Linked DNA regions of Mus musculus: region 1 is linked to region 2. Evidence: chromatin contacts called from public HiCAR-type data. All regions are on one chromosome and are shown on one strand. Each heading gives the region's core, a stretch centred on a gene start, on an enhancer-like site or on the middle of the called end of the contact. The rest is flanking DNA. Distances are from core to core; before and after follow the strand shown.

Region 1 (2,700 bases), core at 133-2,632, 2.5 Mb after region 2:
AACCACATGGTGGCTCACAACCATCTGTAATGGGGATCTGATGCCCTCTTCCCGTGTGTCTGAAGACAGCTACAGTGTATTTACATATAATAAATAAATAAATCTTAAAAAATAAACAAGCATACCAAATAAGCATGGTGGTTTGAGTATCTCTGTTTTATGCTCACTCAGGTTGCTTTAGGCATATGAACTGCAGTGGTCATACAGACACAGTGTGGTAAAGAATTACCAATGGATACAAAACATAGTGGATAGAAGCTTATGCAGAATAGGATAGTCATTATGCATTGGAGTTACCTTTTTTTTTTTTTTTTTGCACACATCCCTCCTTTCCACTCAAGATACTTTTTTTTTTTAATTACAAAGGGAAAGCGGTGACTTTAAAGTGTAGAAATCTGGTATGCAGTGCTTGGATTAAATGATTAAGTTCATACTATTACTGAATGGGACATGCTAAGATCCTATACCTTTTGATAGGATGCTCTAAAAAGCAGAGTTTGATTTGTACATTATTTATCTAATCATGACACTAGAGAAGCTAAGGCAAAAGAATTGCAAATTCTAGGCCAGTCTGGGCTACATAGTAAGTTCTAGCCAGTCTGGGTTACATAGGGAGACCTGGCTTACACAGAGTTTCTTTTTTTTTTTTTTTTTTTTTATTTATTATTTATTATATGTAAGTACACTGTAGCTGTCTTCAGACACACCAGAAGAGGGCATCAGATCTCATTAAGGATGGTTGTGAGCCACCATGTGGTTGCTGGGATTTGAACTCTGGACCTTTGGAAGAGCAGTCGGGTGCTCTTACCCACTGAGCCATCTCACCAGCCCTACACAGAGTTTCTTAAGAAGATACATATATAGTATTCTTGCCAGATGCACATGAACTGGAATCCTTAGGGGAAAAAGGTCAATTGATCTCCCAGCACTTGGGAGGCAAAGGCAGGACTTTTTCTGTGAGTTCCAGGCCAGCTTGGTCTACATAGAGAGTTCCTGGTCAGCCAGGACTAAATAGAGAGGCCGTGTCTCAACTCCCCCACAAAAATTCCAAAAAAAAAAACCAATAAAGGTAAAACCAATTAATGTAGGTAATAGGAGACAGAATGTGAAAAATTTGAAGGGACTGTAATTGGAAGTGAGACACTAGATCCAATCCTCTGGAGTTTTAGCACCATTTTGATGCTGGTGCCTTATGTAAGGTCGGTGTCTCAGCTCTCCTTTGTAGAGTCCGAAACCTTTGTCCAAAGAGTTAACCTCCCTGCTTAGTAAATACTACTTTATGGAAGCCATCAAGCTTGAAACTACATTTCCCAAAGACCTTCCTATTTCCTCGCAGGAACTAGGATGACAATTTCTATAGGTCAACCCCTAAATCTCGCGACATCTCACCAATTCTCATTTGGGCTCCCTGCTGAAAGCCATTTTGTTTTTCAGGACGCTTTGCAAGGGTAGCTGGGGTGAATTTGCACCAAGGCAGCAGCATAGTCGCCGCAGTTCCATCTTCGTCTCCGCGATGTTGCCCTTAGCCAAAAACGCACTAAGCCGTCTCCAAGGTGAGCAGATAATGTGGGCGAGTTCTTTACAACACCCGGGATCCGGCTGTCCTCGTGCTCTTCTGCCCTCTTCCTCCGCCCCAAATCCTGCGGGTTTTAATTCTAGGTGCATGGTCCCCTGCGTGGTCTCCAGTCACTGGGAAGGGAAGCTAGCCATAACAGAGGTAGCTGTGACAGTGGCTTTATCATCCTGTCCTTGTGTTCCTAACCTCGTTATGCATTCTCTTTCTTCAGAGACCTATGATTTCCAGGAAGAACGCTTTGGCGGACACCTTGCTCTTTTAGCGATGATCTAAATTTTAGCTCTGGGAGTGTATTTACGTAGAAGAACTGATCTCCTACAATAACGGTGGTAGGAAACTAAATCTACCGCATCTGGATTCATAGCAAGGGGTTGAAAACCTTAAGCCTGGCAGCTTTGAAGAAGTCATCTGTAGATTATTAACGGAATATTAACTATAGCGAAAACAATCATGGTCATTTTTTTTTCCTGCTTTAAAGTTAGGCAAGTACGTGGAAACTTGAGACTAGCAGTATATATGGAAAATACACTGGACTGGAAAGAAAAAAATTCATTTTTGTAATTGCTTTACCCTGAAGGTGACCTTCAGTAATGTGAATGAAGGTGACCTTACACAATACTTACTTGCTTTTCTAGCCATGGATTTAGTTTTATTTTACCTTTAGATCACATGCTGTGTTCTAAGTACTGAAGTACTTTGGGAATAATTGAAAAAAAAAAAAAAGAAAGAAGCCCAACTGATCTTTCATCTGCTACAAGCTGTGTTTATTATTTCTTTCACTTTGGACAAATGATTTAGCGTTATAAACTTGTTTTTGTAAAACAGAGGTTAGTAAGTAATACCTATGTCAAAGACCATTAACCAATCTCTGGTCACTAAACTGGGTGGTTTTGTTTGTTTGTTTGTTTTTAATTTTATTTTGGTATAGAGGGGAGATCACTTGGTAAATCAGAGTGTTGAAACAACAGTTGTTTGGTAATCTCAATTTCTTTGATCTTTAAGTGACTTAGGGACTTTTAAAAATACTGTAGGAAAAGTTTTTTTATCATTTTTTTTTTTTTTTTGAGACAGGGTTTCTTTGTGTAGCCTGGCTGTCCTGGAACTTGCTCTGGAGACCAGGCAAA
Region 2 (2,700 bases), core at 46-2,545:
GGGAAGGGAATCTAGATTAAAAATTTAAATGGGGGGGGCAATAAAGTGGTTATAGTCACAGGAGCATATCAAATTGATTGTCTTGGCCATGGGTGTGTGTGTGTGTGTGTGTGTGTGTGTGTAATAATTTTCACAAACTTGCCATCTCAGAGAAACTCTAGGAGGAAGAAAGGATTCCAAACAGGCAAATTCTGGCTACAGCTGAGGAGAGCTCGCACAGGAAAGAACTGCCTGTAATGGAATGAAAAGAAGCCAGGGCTTTGCTGTCTTGGGAAAGAGGGAAACCAGTGTAAGGGAAAATGTGCTACCTTCTGGAGAGAGGACAGCCCTCGGCTCCATGACAGCTGTCCCAGGTTGCCTTAGCAAAGCCTTCCTCAAGCAGATATTCACTGAGGCCCCTTCGGCAACTTTCCAACATGGTTTTACTTAAATACACACACACACATGCATTTACTTCGTGTGTGTGTGTGTGTGTGTGTGTGTGTGTGTGTGTGTGTATACATGTTTGCCTGTGTAGAGAGATCTGTGTAGAGAGAAGTATGTGCCGGGGACTGAACCTGCATCCTTTGCTAGAGCATTAAGCACTGTTAACCACTGAGCACTCGCTTCTGCCCCTGTGCCTCGTGGTGCAATAGGTAAAATGAGAACTTTTTTCTTTCTTTTTTAAATGGAAGTGTAGTTCTCTGCCTTTATTGATAACCCAAGATCCTTTTCTAATTTGTGTGGTAACCAGTATTGGTGTGAACATCCAAAAGCCAAAGGAGTTATTGTCAGCTTCGGCCCTGTGAGGTGTCCAATAGGAATAGGACAAGGTATAATTCTGTCTTTATCAAAAACTAGGGGACATACCCAGGCCTGTGGTTTACTTTGCCACCTAGCCTCTGTGACATGTAGATTGCAGTTATAGCAGCTACAGCAATGCTGGCAGCTAAAAACACAGAAGGGGCTCCGAAAGAGATCTCGGGAGCAAAACACAAGCTGGTCTTCTATAGAAACAAAAAAGAAAAAGGAATTTCGGTGGGGGTAGGGGGGGGGTGGGGGGTGGGGGGTGGGGGGTGAGGGGGTGGCAAGAGAACAAATTAAAGACGGGCAAGAAACGCGGGAGCACGTGAAAGATGCTAACAGAGGCAGCCGGGAGAGGAACCGCAAGCGCTCAGTCATCTGCGGAAGCGACCGCGGACAGTCCCGGTCACGTTGCTGGAGCAGCCATTTAGGGACAGCCTGACAGCGCGGCGCCGCGCGGCACAGGGACTGTTCGGCTGTGACGCATGCTCTCCGCCCGCCCGACCCCCCCCCCCCCCCACGGCACCACCAGGCTTCTGTAACTTATAAAATGGCGGCGTCCACATGTATACGTCCTTCCCGGGATTAGCCAGGCAGCTAGAGGATGACTTAATAAGGAGAGTGGAGAAACTGGCCAATTAATGAACATGCCCTGGTGAGTGCCGGGTCTCGCGCTGTCAGAGAGATGGCCGCCGTAGCGGTCACCACGCCGACCCGCCGCAGCGGTCACCACTCCGACCGCATGGTCTGCCGAGCGGGACGAGTAGTCGGCGGCTGGCACTCCGGATTTCTCCCCTATTCCGCCCACAATAGATGAGTGATCAGTGCCCACATCACCGGACCTCCACGGATGAACCTGTCAGGCTGGGGAGGCTCATTCCTAGGAGAGATCGTGTTTTGAGGTTTCCTTTTGTTTTCCTTTGTCTAATTGGGGTTTGACGGATAGTGAGTGTCTCCAAAATGGAGTGTTTATTCTAGCTCCCCAGAGGCCTCGAAAAACGGCCTCAGTTCTTTCTCATCAACACTTAGTAGTTGATAAAACTAGCTTATTGGTAACATTAATTATGGTATAATAACGCTTTTTGCCCTATGCCCTTTTTATGTACTCCAAATGAGGACCAGAGTATGTTACTAAATTTGTGGTCTGGGAGCATCTGTTATAATAGGGCCTTATAGGGTGATCTGTGTTCTTTTGTTAGATGCTTACTTGGTCAAAAAGACATTTCAGTACCTTAGCTAGGCATTGCTGAATAAAGTATGAATTGTTGCAACCATTTGGAAGCATTGATGTAGCTATATTTAGAAAAATAAAAATATATATGGAGTACCAAGTTCCAATATCTGGAACTCAGTAGTCTGACTTTCACGGCTCAATCCTTCAGAAAGAGAAGCATCAGTATATAAATAAGGATACCTAAAAGAGGATGTCTATGCAGCTCTTTTCTTGTGGCAAGTGATAAGAAACAACCTGTGTATCCATTAATAGGAGGATGTTTTAAAAGTCTGTATATTTTGGCTCTTTGGTGTAAAAGATGATATGATAGCTTGTTACATTAAAAACAAGTTGTAGGATAATATGATCTCATTTTTTTCATATATGTATGAGGGTGACAAAGGAATGTTTGCTATTTTTAAAACATTTCGGCAGCTTTATATATTATGACCTATTTAACACAAATGCAAACACAGAGAATAAAATGAAACCCTAATATTAGAGTTGACGTTTTGCCATATTTCTCCACAGTTGCGGCTCACTCTTTTGTCATCCCGTAGATTAAGCATCATTTTTAGTTTAGTAATTGTGCTTATTTCCCCCTTTCCCCCCAGTATTGGTTGTGGAACCTAGGACACTGTGGTGCTAGACAGTCACACTACCACTGAACTATATCTAGATCTGTTCCCACTTTAAGATTTGCT

The links. HiCAR-type assays count read pairs that join an accessible place to other places.
Region 1: a contact with region 2 is called in a HiCAR-type map of astrocytes, with 3 times the contacts expected there. The contact joins the promoter of Cox7b here to the promoter of Jpx in region 2. A contact is called at or near these places in 3 of 39 promoter capture datasets (cranial neural crest, erythroid cells and liver), 1 of 115 datasets of contacts at active chromatin or transcription factors (astrocytes) and 2 of 9 other capture datasets (adipose tissue and liver).

What each region holds. Positions count from the first base shown.
Region 1 is chrX:106,014,318-106,017,017 of GRCm38.p6, forward strand. It overlaps Cox7b (cytochrome c oxidase subunit 7B), which reads left to right and starts at 1,383. Exons shown (of 3, transcript NM_025379.2): 1 at 1,383-1,553. The coding sequence starts at 1,514.
Region 2 is chrX:103,492,263-103,494,962 of GRCm38.p6, forward strand. It overlaps Jpx (Jpx transcript, Xist activator (non-protein coding)), which reads left to right and starts at 1,296. Exons shown (of 3, transcript NR_015508.3): 1 at 1,296-1,438.